Linked DNA regions of Cricetulus griseus: region 2 is linked to region 1. Evidence: chromatin contacts called from public Hi-C data. All regions are on one chromosome and are shown on one strand. Each heading gives the region's core, a stretch centred on a gene start, on an enhancer-like site or on the middle of the called end of the contact. The rest is flanking DNA. Distances are from core to core; before and after follow the strand shown. Region 1 holds the start of LOC100773462. Region 2 has its middle 170 kb from the start of Dusp10.

Evidence for each region. A called contact is a pair of places that touch in the nucleus more often than the background predicts.
Region 2: a contact with region 1 is called in a Hi-C map of fibroblasts, with 3 times the contacts expected there. The contact joins the enhancer-like site here to the promoter of LOC100773462 in region 1. A contact is called at or near these places in 6 of 8 Hi-C or Micro-C datasets (the CHK-Q cell line, the CHL-YN cell line, the CHO-K1 cell line and 2 more).

The regions. Positions count from the first base shown.
Region 1 is chr5:10,586,650-10,594,537 of CriGri-PICRH-1.0, reverse strand. It overlaps LOC100773462, which reads right to left and starts at 2,761. Exons shown (of 1, transcript XM_035445145.1): 1 at 1-2,761. The coding sequence starts at 2,391. The coding sequence ends at 1,684. Dusp10 (dual specificity protein phosphatase 10) reads left to right here and starts at 2,937. Exons shown (of 4, transcript XM_027418759.2): 1 at 2,937-3,094; 2 at 5,250-6,101. The coding sequence starts at 5,291.
Region 2 is chr5:10,754,313-10,762,200 of CriGri-PICRH-1.0, reverse strand. No RefSeq gene overlaps it. Among named protein-coding and RNA genes, the nearest start is that of Dusp10, 170 kb to the right of the region's middle. Within about 2 kb of position 3,115, at least 2 of the 6 cell types and tissues checked have open chromatin away from gene starts, as enhancers often do. A contact at or near this core is called in the CHO-K1 cell line and fibroblasts, where this site is marked.

The DNA of each region.
Region 1 (7,888 bases), core at 1,512-4,011:
TCCTCCTATTATTCCTCGGCACTTTCCCTGCTTCTTGCTGATTGAATATTGTCTTTATCTTGGGACTTAATATTGCCACATTTCCGGTAAGAGCCCCCCCTCCATCTAGCTTTTCCTTCAGAATGAATTTGAAGACCTCACCATCTGCCATCAGACACCTGGATTAAGCTTTAGAACATGTCCCCCTAAAGTATCCGTTTTCAGTCTCCAATCTTGGCCATGGTTAGCTGCATCCTTCAGCTCTAACACACTGCACAAGTCTCAAAAACAAACAAACAAAAAACCTTGTTCCTGAGAGTTTGTAGGAACAAAGCTACAAACCAACACAAGCATATTACAAATCCCCGGGGCGATGAAGATGCTTTGCGCTTTCTCTGGGACTTAGGTCAGGCTTTGCTGTGTATTTGAAACAGGTTGTGTTCATGCCTTTGGCTGACGGAGTCCACAAATTTAAACTTAAAGGCCAAATTTCAGAAAACTTCCTTTCTTTTTTCTTTCTTTCTTTCTTCTTTCTTTCTTTCTTTCTTTCTTTCTTTCTTTCTTTCTTTCTTTCTTCGAAATCGAGGAGGTACAAAAGCATCATAAAATAGAGAGTGCAAAGCTCTCTCTGAAGTCTGACTTCTTCCTTGAGCATAAGCTATGCAAACTGTAATGCCTAATTTAAAAAGTCTCCATGTCTTTGCATTTGTTTGTAATCTGGTAATTATTCCATGCTTCAGGTTTGATTGATGATGAGTTAGTTTTGTCAGTTCCCCCAGCCTGGATGACTTAGATTTTTACTTAACAGGTTTGCAATAACTTACTAGTTTGAAACCATAATAAAATAATCATCTCATTAAATGAATTACGTTTCTCTCTCACATTACCCACCTCGGGGCTTTGTGAATCACAATTTACAGGTTGTAAGTACCTCTAGGCAGAGGTGCCTCCCTTCTAAAGCAATGCCTTTCACTCTCCCAACTACCTTTTCAGTTTTGTTTTCCTGGGCGGGGGTGGAGGGGTGGGGGTGGGGGGTGGGGAGTGGTGGTGGTCACGTTTTATAGATACACAGATAAACACAGGGAATCTTGCAGGACAAAAATGAGACTCAATACCTAGAACTCAAACCATGAATTGTGGGGACTCCTCCGGCCACCTCCAGTCACCTCCAGTGACTGTGCTCATCGACGGTCTGTGACATTTCATCTACAAGCCTGAAACATTTGATGGGATCTTCTTTTCTGGCAGCCTAACTGGCTAGGTGGTTCTCAAAGATCTAAGGACCAAATGCTGTGTCCTGGACACTCATGCACTGACATTCAGGGATGTGTGTGTGTTGGGGGGGGCGGGGGTTGTGTATTTGGGTAGAAAAGGGCCACACAATCTTTTTGCAACACCAGTGTGCACCTGCATGCAAGAACTCAAAGGAGATCACTGTCAGTTGACAGAGGACCACCGAAGGTGATGGCTGGATACCTTCGGATTCTAGATCGACACGTCAATGGCGAAAGAGCGTCTGGGGTCTAAAGCACGCCTTCAAACACTTCCCATTAGCAGTGACAGCTGGACTTTGCACAGAGCAGATAATGTTTTTATTCCACTTCAATTACTTGACATTTGGTCTTCCTCTCTGAGCTAGGAGGGGGTAGGGAGGTATAAAAAGCTCTATTGCTTTAGGATTCTTTGATGCATCGTCGTCATAGTTCATCTAGGCTTTTCCACTCCTTTGAATTCCAGGGTTACTGTTCTGCAGCTTCCCTGATATTTTTCTGGCGAGGCGCTGGCAGGCTTGTTCAGCTTCCCACTTCTCTTCCCCGGACACAGGCTGCGACTAGCGACCCCTCTGATGGCCAAAGTTCGGGGAACCGAGAAAGCTGGATTCGGCTCCTCCAAGCTCCTCCAGCGCCGCTCATTGTGGATGTTCACCACCCTAAACTCGGGCTCCTTCCCGCCCGCGCTTGCAGTTCCAGGCTGGCGCTCCTTGGCTCTCCGAGGGCTCTGCGCCACGGAGGGCCGACGGCCCAGCACCGCGGGGCGGATGGACTGCGAGTGCCAAGACACGGCGATCGGGGAGGTGGCAGCGGAAGGGGCCAGGACCGGGGTGGGCTGGGTTGAGGGCCGGTGCCGGGGCTGTGGCGCTGGTGGGCCGCTGGGCGAGCCCGGCCACGCCCAGCCTTGCGGGATGGCGCCCACGCCGCCGCTCAGCACGCGCCCCCAGTGGCCGCTGGAGTAGAGCCAAACCTCCTCCTCCGCGCAGCTCTCCGGGCTGCCACCTTCGAGTTCCGAGTCGGGCTCCTGTGAACACACCGGGGACGGCGGGGGAGTGACCGGGGCACGGAAGTAAGGGAACAGGAGCACGGCGCGCAGCCGCCGCGCGGGAGAGCAGTAGGGCAGCCGGAGAGGCAGCGACATCTGCGGGCCGGACAGAGCCGGGCTGCGGGGAGGCCGGCCCTGTGCGCGCTCACGTCCCGCGCTGCGCTGTCACGGCCATGGAGAGACCCGGCTTCGGGTCGCCTCCGGCCTCGGGAAAGTTGGCCGGACACTCCTGAGCCTCCACCCCGAGTCACGAAGTGGAATGGAGACCCCGCGAGGCCGGGGTCCGCCACGCCGGGAGAACCAGTTTCAGCCAGAGCGGCCAGTGCGAGCCATTGACACTTCAGCCCCGGGAAGGGTTAACCGCGTCTGGCGGCCGCCTAGGTTTACATGTAAATAGAGAGCTGCTGCTCCGCGCGGGCCCGGGCTGGCTCTTTTAAGTTTTTGATTGGTTGCCAATGACATCACCGCCCGCGTTCTAACACACCAAACCCAGCTTCGCGTCTGAGCGGGCCTCCTTCCCGCGGCGAGGCCACGCCTCTCTCTCCGCCCCCTCGGCCGTCTATTGGCCACAGGCCACTGTGAGGTAGCGGGCCGCGGGCTCTGGATCCTCATTGGTGCAGCGCGACGTCGCTCGGCGGTAGCCCCGCCCCCTCCGGAGCTTACATTTACGCTGTAGCAAAAGAGAAAGTAACTCTGTGTTGCTGCTGGGGATCAATGAAGCTGAGTGAATGGGGGCGCAGTGCGCGAGCGCATAGCTGGAGCCGGCGCCAGATGGTGGAGGGCTACGCTTATTGATGAAGTAAGTGGAAGTCATCGCGGCCACTCAGAGCCCGAGGCTGGAGGGTCCCGTGGGGTTGTGTGTGTGCGTGCGTGTGCGTGTGCGTGTGCGTGTGTGTGTGTGTGTGTGTGTGTGTGTGTGTGCGCGTGTGTGTGTGTGTAAGAGACAGAGAAATCCACATCAGTTAAGGAAGGTCCTAAGGTTTAGGCTTTTGGGTCTGGTTGCCCTGGGATGAAGGGGGAAAATGAGTTTTGGTTCGGTTAAGATGCTTTGTGGCAGTTTTCAAAGCCCAAGGCTTAGCTGATGCCCAGCGGTGGCGAGGAAGGGGGATGCTAAGTGCCCCAGAAGTGAGGAAGGAGCATTCCCTAACCACTTGAGGTTTTTTGCTCCAGTCCCTGTTTAGTGGGAGAAGGGAGACTAGCGAGGGACAGGGTAAGGGAGAAGCGCTATTTTTGAGGGAGGTTTCCCAGGGCCAGACTGGATGGCTTTGGAGCTATCTGCTGCAAGGATGCAGATTTCGGTGCACTCCGTGCCTGGGTGCGAGCCGTGCACTCAGTGTGGAGGTGCTGGTACCAGCCTGTCTCTGGGAACACGTTCTTGGGTCCTGCTCCTAGGGAATGGGCTACTGATCCCGGACGTCCTCTGCCAGGTAACACAATAGCAAAGACTTTGACTGCATCCATGGTCTAGCAGGGACACAGTTAAGCTTCTGGAATAGTACTCGCTCTGCAAATAAATAAAGTACTACGCAAGGGAGGCAGGCAGGGAGGTGAGGGAGGGAGGGAGGAAGGCAGGAGGAGGTTGGAGCCTTTGCTCCCATCCAAAGGTGGATGAGAGAAACCTGAGTCAGTGGGGATATGCCGACACGGGTGGGTACGTGCTCCTGTGTGTGCTTGTGTGGATTCTGCCGGTGACACTTTGGCTCGGTGTCAGAGAACGGTGACGGTCTTGAGTAGACCCATGATCCATAATGTTTTTCCAGGCAAATCTTAAAAGTTCGTTTAGGTGAGTGGCTCTTGCTTGGGGTTTGATTTCTTTGCTGTGTACATGTCTAGTAGAGGAGTCAGAATGGCTGTGTTTAGAGTGGCCTTGTGCCTAGGAGGAGGAGGGAAGTGACCCATTGCAGGCACCCTTGGGGGAAGGCAGAGGTAACCCCTGTGGGCACCACTTCCCAGCTTCCTAATTAGCCTGCCTGTGGTGAAGGAGCAAGTGAAGTTGCCTTCATGGAATCCATGCTGTCTCCAAGAGGGGACATCAGTATAGGAATGAAAAAATCTTTTAGAGTTGCTACTCCAATGTCAATGCAAAGTCTGTACCACCCGGATGAAATCCAAACCCTTCTTTGCTTAGGGGCACAGCACAGGGAGGGGTCAAGGGTGAGCTGGGCCAAGGAAGAAGGGGTCATGATGGGTCAGCAGCCCGAGTTGGGGTTCCCAGACCTGACTCCTTTTGGGACTTGGTTTTAGGACAGTTAGTGCGGCTTGGTTTGGAAGAGGCTCACAGAAGACATGAGGGCTTTGAAGAGGACTGCATTGAGGTTTTCAAAGGGGCCGCCAGAAAGGGAAGCAAGCAAGATTAGCTCCTAGTCCAGGAGACTGACTTAGGAAGACACGTTCGTTCCTCATTAGCAGAAAGTTGACATCTGCCCCCATGTAAATTTAGCTGCCACGCATTTCTGTGCATCTCTGTGAGCTCTGGCAATGCTCTTGCTTATCTCTTTGCCTTGGCAGTGGGCAAAGAAATGAAACAGAATACATGCCAGGGTGGACAAATGCATCCATCACAGGTGAAATAGACTCCTGCCCAGGAGAGGAGGCTCAGAATAAATCTAAGAGCCTCCCTGTCAGGTCTTCATTGTTCCCAGTTCTCGGTGCCTTTATGTCCGTGAAGGCTGAACTTTGATTGGGTCCCTGAAAGGATGCCAATTACCATTTCTAACCTCACTTCCAATTTTAACCTTCGACTTAGCATCAGAATGCATGGGGTCCCTCAAGGATGTGTCCTCTCTGAATACATCAAAGTGAATTTCAGGCTTTGATGGCATCATGACCAAGGGCACCTGGGAGGATGCTGACTTTGCTCTGAGATATGCAGAGGTCTTTCCCAGGGATTGGATGAGACTGCCTTTTGTGCCACATGACTTTATTCTTTCTTTCCTTCTTCCCCTTCTTTACAGACTCTTGAGTTCTTCTTGAATTGCCAGTTTTCAGCCTCCTCATGCCTCCATCTCCTTTAGACGACAGGGTAGTAGTGACACTGTCTAGGCCTGTCCGACCTCAGGATCTCAACCTTTGTTTAGACTCTAGCTACCTTGGCTCTGCCACCCCAGGCAGCAGTAGCCACCCTCCTGTCATTGCCACCGCTGTTGTGACCCTCAAGGCTGCGAATCTGACGTATATGCCCTCATCCAGCGGCTCTGCCCGCTCCCTCAATTGTGGATGCAGCAGTACTAGCTGCTGTACGGTGACAACCTACGACAAGGATCACCAGGCCCAGACTCAAGCCATTGCCGCTGGCACTGCCACCACCGCCATAGGAACCTCGACCACCTGCCCTGCTAACCAGATGGTCAACAACAATGAGAACACAGGCTCTTTAAGTCCATCGGGTGGGGTGGGCAGCCCTGTGTCAGGGACTCCCAAGCAGCTAGCCAGCATCAAAATCATCTACCCCAATGACCTGGCGAAGAAGATGACCAAATGCAGCAAGAGTCACCTGTCCAGCCAGGGTCCTGTCATTATTGACTGCAGGCCTTTCATGGAGTACAATAAGAGTCATATCCAAGGAGCTGTCCACATTAACTGTGCCGATAAGATCAGCCGGCGGAGGCTGCAGCAGGGCAAGATCACTGTCTTAGACTTGATTTCCTGTAGGGAAGGCAAAGACTCTTTCAAGAGGATCTTTTCCAAAGAAATTATAGTTTATGATGAGAATACCAATGAGCCGAGCCGAGTGATGCCGTCCCAGCCACTTCACATAGTCCTGGAGTCCCTGAAGAGAGAAGGCAAAGAACCCGTGGTGTTGAAAGGTAATGATCCCCAACTCCTTTCCCAATACTGTCCTGATCAGCTAGGTTCCCTCCTGAGAGTCTCTTAGAAGTGGCAGCCTTCTTGTTTCTCCCCAGACACTGTGAACCAAAATAGCCTTTCTTGTCTTTCTTCTACTCTCTTCTTACTATTTTCATGCAATGAGAAAATCTAAGTAGCAATGCGGTGATATCCAGATCTGAGTTCCCAGCCTTGATCTGACTTCTGTGTTGCCTAAGACATTTCACCTGATAGGGTTTTCAAACGGTGCTTTATACAACCAAGGTGTTATCTCAAGTCGTGGCTTCTCTGGGAGCTCTATAGATTCAGTCTGTGAGTGGTTGGAAAGTCTTTGTTTCTCAAGAACTAGCTAATGCTGATGGCCCAGAGGAGGCAGTATACATGGCACATATTAGATATATCTTCAGGTGCCACCTTTGTGTGGGAAACGCTTGCGTTTCTCACCTGTCTGATTGTCTTGACTTTCACGTTGTTTATAAAGTTATCTTCAACAAAGGCAGACATTTTTATTTTAATGCTGCATTGAAGGGGTACCTTCTCCAAATACATCCATTCCTCCAGGAAAGCTCCCGGGGGATGGAGATATGAACTCCCTACAAACCTTTTGTTCTTTTTAGTGTCACCTAACCACAATTGGCTTCTGGTTCTTCCCAAGGAGTCATGCCTCACTTTCTCCTAACATGATGATTGGAACCCCCAAGAGGAACAAATGACCCAGTCTTCTCTGATCTTCTTCCGTGCAGGGTTGCCCTGACCTTGTGCACGGCTCACTTGCTCTGAGCATCACTCTTCTGATAGCATCTACCTGGTCGTCCTGGTGACTGATAACTATCTTTGTTTGCATTTTGAGCCATTGGGGAGTGAGTCCTGTCACATCTCCAGCAAAGTTCTAAAGCATCATTGATTATCAGTGTTGCCAGGCTCCTCTGAGCACTTTTCATATTTAAGTTGGCACAGGCTGCTTAGGCCTTGCAAGCTAGGATTTGTCTTTGTGGGACAGCTCTATCCATTCTCCGTCCCTCCCAAGTGATGCAGTCTGCAAGGCTCTTAGAAACATGCTCTAGTCACCCTTGCTGTGAGATGCGCTTCCCTAACCCTTTGCTGTCTTGGTAGACACCTGTCACAAAGACACAGCTTTCCTTGGAGCATGTGGGCTCACAGTTCTTCATGGTTCTGGTAGCTCAAGTCACTGTTACGATGGTGCCAGTAAGTTTTCTTAGAGTCACAAATATGTCAGAGTTATGTGGGGGTAGCCCTATTCTTTACCTCTGAATTCTTGTTTGGCTGGCTTTCTCTCAGCATGATCTTGTCTTGTCTTTTTTGCAGATGAGAAAACACCATCTACAAATTCCCCAAGTGTAACATTTTGTCTTGGTTAACCAAGACAAATAACTTTGCTGGCTTTTTTTTTTTCCTCCTGTAGTTGGGATAGGTTTGGTTAAAAAACATAGCCCCTTTTTTAATAGGTGATCTAAGAAGAGGTACCAAACACCTCACTTTATGATGACTCTGAACTAGAACATGGGGCTGATTGGGAGGTGTAGGGATCTATCCTCTCTCTTGCTATGGAGCTTGGTGGACGGAGGGGTGGCCTATCACTTGCTGAGAAATGTCTCTCTTGGGGACCAGAATCATCCTCTCCTGTAGACACATCTGAGGATCACCGAGCCTGGACTTGCTCATCAGTGTCAGAGTAAGACTGCCTCAGTGGGGCGGGGCTGGACACGCTGCTGACCTCACCACCAGGCGCCCTGGGCAGCTGCGCTGA
Region 2 (7,888 bases), core at 1,866-4,365, 170 kb before region 1:
CAGCGACAAACAACTTCCTACTGATTTGGGGCTTGTTTTGCTCTGAAACAAATATTGGCAGCAGCTCTTGGAAATAAATGTTCAATGTTTGAAACTTTACTAATTTTAGATCTGTAGATTGTTCATATATGTAGTCAGAGGCTATGTTCCCAATTCTGGGGTGGAGACTGGGTGGCAAGACATGCCTTAGGGGCTGCTCTGTTGCTGTGCAGAGCGGAGATGAGCTGGTTCGGGTAGAAGGGAGATGACAAAGGTTTTGGTCATACAGACAAGTGTGGGCTGAGATGCTACCAGCACAGCTGAGCTTCTGTGTCTCCACGTGGTCCAGTGGCTGGATGAGGCTGCCTCCAGAGGAGATAGGACCCTCCTTAAGCAGATTTTATTTCCTCTGAGGTAATCCTGAGAAGAACAACAATTTAGTGCTGGCTTCTCCAAAGTAGAGAGATAGATTCTTCATTATTCAAGGAAAGTCTAGACAACACACCACAGCACCTACTATGTGTATCAGAGTTTAATAAGTCAAGCATTCTGCACAGGTGGATTATCTGTCTAGTAGTCTGGGGAAAAGTCTCCCCCTAAGTCTTCCCATCATAATATATGAAAAATAGAAAAAAGATGAACTATGAAGTTAAATGTTGAAAAAAAACAAAACAAGAAAATTTAAATATTCTTCAACCTTCAAAGTATCGACTGAGTTATAATCATAAAAGCAATAGAGTATTAATGATGTAAAAGCAAAGAGAGTTGAAAACAGGAAAATTTTAAAAGTTTGAGTGTTAAAATCATCAACAAAATTGGAAGACAAATATAAATGAAGAAAGGATTAATGTATGTGTACATATGTATTTTCATTTAAAGTTTGTAATAGCTCATACAAGTAATGATGATCTCAATAGAAAAATTGGCAAAGATCCTAAACAGAACATGCTGGAAGTATATGAAAAGTGGTCAACTGTACAAATTAACTAAAAATAAAACCTTGAGATACCACTTGTCTTTTCCTTCACAAAGCTTCAAGTATCATGGAACTGCAATGCCAAAGAGGTATTGTCTGACTGTAAGTCGAGCTATAAATGGTTGCCATGTATCTGGAGAGCTTTTTGACCATTTATTCAAGGGCCTCAAACATCTTTATAAAAGGTTATTATGATCAAATTATGGGAAGTAAGGATTGGAAACCTTATTTCAGTAATAAAATATAGAAATGTATAATAAATCATCATACTTGGATGAAATTAAATATGAAAATATAAACATAAAATTAGAAAATATTTTTAGAAAATGTCTGATATCTAATACATTAGAAAAAAGTGACATGAAAATTCTTATGAACAACTAAAATATAAACCACAAAAGTATTTTAATAATGTCTATCAATTATCTGTCTGTCCATCTATCTTCACCTATCAATTGCCTTTCTATCTTCTACCTCCCCTCCTGTCTGTCCTAGTTTCCTGTCTGTTGCTGTAATAAAACACTGATCAGAAGCAATGCAGGAGAGGAAAAGGATTATTTAAGCTTACAGGTTACAGTCCATATTTGTGAGAGGTCAGGGCAAGCAAGAACTTGAAGGCAAAGAAGACACTGATCAACACAGCATTACATCTAAATATGAAACTCACTTCCAGCCGAGGAAGTTGGCAGAAACCATGAACAATGCTGCCCGATGGTTCATGTGTGCAGGCGCATGCTAAGCTAGCTAGCTGTCTTTTCTTTCCTTTTTTCTTCTTTTGATATTTTGAGACAGGATTTCCCAGGAGCTATGGTGCCAGTCCTGGAATTCACTCTGTAGACCAGGCTGACCTCAAACTCACAGAGATCTGCCTGCCTCTGCCTCCTGAGTGCTGGGATTAAAGGCGTGTGTTACCACTGTCTGGCTCTTAGCTAGCTTTCTTATCCAGTAGCAGACCACCTGCCCAGAGAGTTGTGCCCTCCTACATTAAGATAGTCTCCTACAGACATGTTCATGGGCCAACCTGATTTGACAATCCCTCAGTTGAGACTTCAGTAGTGTCATGTTGACAGTTCAAGATAACTAGGACACTACCTTTCATCCACCTGTCTACCATCTTTAATTTATATATCTTCACCATCATGATGAAGCTACTCATCTATTTATAATCAAACTATCTTGGAACTCAGAAAAAAGAATAAAATAAATAAATCAAAAAATTACTTGTAGGTATCCCTGAATATTGGATTATAGCTCGTTAACATTTTCTTTGATGTCTTTACTGTATTTTCCAAGGGTTAAGTGAACATGCAGTTTTGATGACAAAAAAGAAATCAAAGTTTATCATAAACTGAAGCAACACATAGAACTTTGAAGCCTAGAGTCTCGTATAATAATTTTACACCTCTTACCAATAATCAAGAGTTTTGTATGGTGTTTTCAATCCATTCAGTTTTATGCCTAAGATCATTGATCCCATTTCTACAGTAACTGTTGGGTTACAATTAAACACGAGGAGCCTGTTAAAAACTAGATCACTAGAGGAGGGGTTTGGTAGCACAGCAGGCTATGATCCTAGGATGATTGCCATGAACATGATATGTTTATTTTTCACATATTGTGAAGTGATTTTTAAAGCTCTTGAATCAGTTACAAAATTAGCTTTCTAGGTAAATGGCAATAATTTATACCTTAGAGAAAACATTATCGACATTAAGGAATGTCATGTTTTATTAGGCATGGAGCTTTATATGGGAAAAGCAAAGTGACACCTCTACATTTTGATTAAGATTTCATTTTCATTTAATTTGTGGAGTTGTCCATTTTCATTGCAGATCTGTGGGCTTCTGAATTGGGAGCATGGAAGGCACATGAGAGCTAATCTCCCTATGGTGTTGCATCCCATGTCATAAAGGTCTAAGGGGCTCACTCAGCGCAATGACACCCACAGGATACATCAAAGTGACATCAGATCCTAAGGAGCCCCTGCTGGCTGAATCACTCTGGAGTAAAGATATGTAGTCCCACTTGGTCCTGAGAGTCATTGGGGTGATAAAATCTCCAATAAGTGTTTACCTTATCTTACCTCAGCCTCCACCCTGTCCCTGAGTGCAGGCTATGCCTCATCAACTGAAGCATTAATCATGTAAACTAAACAGATCTCATTTTGAAACACCCTATTACTTGGTAGAAGACATTTGGCCAATGTGGGAATCCCAGCCTCAGGACCTATTACTCCCCAGGGTACACCAATTAATCTCTCTATACACATGCTACTAACTAGCTAACGGCTCCTACAGGGGTGCAGTCCAAACCAAATATTAGATTGTTAGTCAGGCTGGAATGTTCCTCAGTTGTATACGGGAGCAGCGTTTGCAGTTGGGGTTATCCACATGACCCATCTCGTATTATCACAGATCACAAAGAACCAACTGTATTCACAAGCATATGAACATTACTCACACAGGCTAGATTGTATAAGCAAGAAAAAACAGAGAAAAGAGTCAAATAAATGGAGCAAGGAGAGGGGCACAGACATGAGATAGTTGAACTGGAAGAGATCTTGGAGAGAAATCTATGCTTCCAAAGCCAGCATTTCATGGCTTGTCTTCATAATGAAGAAAGGAAGCAAAGAGTACTCAGAAAGCCATCAGGGGTGAAGCAGGGGCCAGGACACTTAACTCTTAGAAAGCTGGGCATTGTCTCTGTTGCCACCCTAAGCCACAGAAGGGGAAGAAGCCATTGGGTGAGCACTGGAGAAGTGAGTTCTTTGGTGGGGATGGAGATGACATCAGTCACTGCTTTTTAATGGAAAGAAAAGAATGTCACCTGCTTTTGTTTACTGTTAGAGTCAGTGTGACTGTGAGTGAGCCAACATTCCAATCTCACTTTCTCACATCCTCTTGGCCTTGTTTGAGTTTCTCGAGGCCGTGTGATTGCAGTGTGCTTCATCCATGTGTTTAGTGAAGTCACTCCTGCCACTACCTTTGGGTCAGCCTTCCAACTCTCCAGGGACTCTGCTGAGGGCTTCCTGGACTGAAGCCTCATCTTCTCTGAGGACTGCTGTGACTGAAGTGGTCTTGAATATCATGAGTCAGACGACAGGGTCCAGGAACACCAGTATCTAGCTCCTGGATCCTGATTACCTCCCTTTCAGGAAAGCATGGCTGGTGTTTAAGTACCCTGCATGTGCATGCATGCACATGTGTGTGGACACACACACACACACACACACACACACACACACACACCCCTCATGATAGAAGTAGTGTTAAAGACCTGCTTGGGTTGGAGCTCACTCTTCTCTGTCTTCGGTTTATAGAATATCTACCCGGGAGGGTTTGTAAGACATTGTATCAAATTTCTATAGGTCTGTCTCCCATTGTATCAGTGCACCCTGAGGTTCTGATGACCACACTGATTTCCAACACAACCTTGTAGAGATTTAAAAACCTTCAGAAGCTGCTATTGCTAAAAGTAATACTATAGTGTGACCCCAGAGATCTTAGAGAGCACTAGACAGTTCTGATATCCCTAGAGTGCTAAATGCATACCCCATGGGCTCTGCTGGGTCTTCTTCATCTATTGAGAGGTCACAGGAGGACAAGGACTGGCTCAGCCGTCGTCTCTTTTGTAGGATACTATCATTTCCTCTCTGCCCCTCACCCCGGGGTCTGTTCATCATGTCTGGAAATGAGTGAGTGAATCAACACAATTCCACCCCCTTTCCAACCCATCCTTCACAGTGTTGTCAAAGCATCACCTTTCATGTGTGGAATCAACTGAATCATTCCAGTTCTGTGGCTCCTGACTCCGTAAAGCACCAGGCTTGGAATAGCACACGTGGCTGTGTGTCATCCACCTCCTTACTCATCAAACCTGAGTGCAGCTGCCATGAAATTCTGACCACTAGCCCAATCAGACCCCAGAGGTAGTGCTCCTAAGCCGCCACCCCACCTCACCTCCCACACACCTGTAAACTTCCCATTCTCCCCTGGAGGAACTGTTTACAGCCCAGGTCAAGGTCCGGTGTTACTGGAATTCATACTCGTCATGAACTCAGGTGGCGTACTGCCCTTCCTACACTGTGAATGTGAAAGGATTCCTTACCCTTTCCTGGCCAGTTTTTCTGAATTACAAAAAGCAGTAGGTATTCAACAACAATTCATGTGAAGATTGGTAGACGACAGACTCAGACACAATGAAGAACATGTGCAGAGCGTGTGTGAGGACCCTGGGTCCTTCCCTTGCAGAGCACATGCTCTACCACTGACCTCCATCCCAGCCCTAAACTTGCCATGATTTGACTTAAATGTCCCATTCAATACAACATTAGACCACATCATTCAGAGACCCACTGGAGGGTGAAGTTCTTGGTTGTCAATTTTTCTCCATCTGAAATTAACTAAAAGCCCGTGGGATCCTCAGAGTCTAATGACCCCAGTAAGAAGCTGTTTCGTCAAATGATAGTCAGGATTGGAAGACCCTCCCTAAATCTGGGCCACACCTTGTGGCAGCCTATGTAAAGGATTAGAAGAAGGAAGGATTTCTCTTTGTCTACCTGTCTGCCCTGCTCTCAGTCACTGGCATTCGAACCTACTTCTTCAGGAATTTATACTGAAGACCAGCTGAGACACCCAGCCTCATGGACTGAATAGCTGCTGGATTCTCAGACTTCTGTTGGGAGACAGCCATTGTTAGACTAGCAGGACCATAGCCTGTAAATCACTCTAATGAATGTATGTATATGTGTATATATACATATGTGTGTACATATATATATATGTGTGTGTGTATACATATACATATATGTGTGTGTATGTGTTCATATATATGTATGTATGTGTGTATGTATGTATGTATGTATTCATTCTATTAGTTCTGTTCCCTTAGAGAACCCTGACTAACACAGAACACAAAGAAAATATTGGATCAGCTACAGGGAAAATTTCCCAGACAGGGTTGTTGGTTTTGATTGCTGGTTTCTAGCTACAGATTATTTGGTTTCTGATAGGACAATATCAAACTTTTTGTTGTTTACATTGAATTACATTTCATTTGCTTAAGTGGACGTGTTACAGCCATTATAGGATAAGGGACCTTCATTTCATATTTCAACAGGATGAACCTTTATGTACAGAAAGAAACCAACTTGGCACCTGGAAAATTAGCACAAGGTCCCATTTTGCTTATTTTTCCTTCTCAGTTGCAATAGCTACAACTATTGTTCCTATTTCCTTACCTGTTGAGAGCCAGCCCCAATGAAAAGACAAAAGGAGCCTAGTTCCCAGTCCTTGCCCAGGAGCAGACTTGACAAGGCCTAGGATGAGTCTGAGCTGTGAAGCAATTAAGTTTTTGGTTACTGTAAACTTGTCCCCCACAAGAGAGTGGAGTTATCTGTGTGAACACTGCTGTGAGCTTGGACTGTGACACCCCTGACATAGTCTGTGTCCCCCTTGTGCAAATTTGCTTGGTTGGCTTCTACTGACTTTGTCCCATTTCTCCCCTTAAAAACTGTATAAAAGAATCTCTACTTACTAATAAAGTTGTTTGGCATAAAATGTAGCTTGTGCAAGATGTCCTGACACCAGCTTTTTTGACTTCTTCATCCTCTCATGTCCTGGATGCCTTCCACTTAGGACCCTGTCACTGAAGAATGATATCCTGGTCCTGGTCACTCACCATTCTGCTTTGAGGTCTTGTCCAAACCCACGGGGCATCAACTCTGTTCTTGTGCCTTCCTCACTCCAGAATAGTCAGGACTTTGAAGCCAAGGCCTTTTCATGTCCTTCACACTTGGACCTCCAGCTCAGCTTCAGCCTACAGCAAGGCAACAAACGGCAAAGCAGGATGGCACTGAGTGGCCCCTCCTGGTGGCTTCTTTCCAGGAAGGTGGAGGACCAAGGGCAGGCAAACATTGAGTCTCTTAGGGAAGACAGAAACCTCCTCTCTGTTTAACTTCCTTGATTTCTCTGAAACACTGAAAAGGGATCAAGATTCGGGATTATGGAAACTTGGAGTATTGACACACCAAGGAAGTGCCAGAAAGCCAGCATGGAGCAGGCCCTGGCCCAGTGTTTTAGGGTGATGACAGTGGCTCTGCCTCCTTGGGATCCCCAGCATACAGTCAGAGATGCTGAAGAGCAGGAACAGTAAAAATTCTTTAATATACTAATTAGAAAAGAGAAACAAAGCAAAGCTGTAATCTAGAGAGGAACATTCTTTCTCCACCTACTTGCAAGTGTTATAGAATGCTCCTAGTTCAGCAAGCTGGAGCTGACTCACTGGAAGGATTACAGTTGGAAACACTGGGAAAAATGAGTTTGTTTGATTTGTCTTTCCCATGTGATTTCTTTTCTTTTGCCCCTCCCATACATTTAGGAGGATTTTAATTGTATTGATTTTTAATTTTCATTAATATTTTACTTGATATTATCCTTCAAATCGTCATCTAATTTTGTTTATGAATTTTTCCATTTAGGAACAATAGTTTTTCTTTTCCTTAGTTTCTTTTCTTTTCTTTTTTCTTGTTTTAGTTTTGTTCCAGAGTCTCCCTACCTACAAATTAAGTATTGTTTTGGCTTTACCTTATTTTTTATTTTAATACTCTCATGTTCCTTAAGATTTATTTTTTATTTGTGTGTGTGTGTGTGTGTGTGTGTGTGTGTGTGTGTGTGTCTGTGTCTGTGTCTGTGTGTGTGTGTCTGTGTGTGTGTGTCTGTGTGTATAAGGGCCTATGGAGGCCAAAAGAAGGTATTAAATTCCATGCAACTGGTGTTACAAGCAAATTCGAAGTGTTAACATGGGTAACAGGAACTCTTGTCCTCTTATGAGCAGCTAGTGCTCCTAACTGCTGGACTATCTCAAGAGATCCACTTGTCCCCGTTTCCCAGGTGCTGGGATTAAAGGCATGCACCAACATGCATAGCCCTAGAT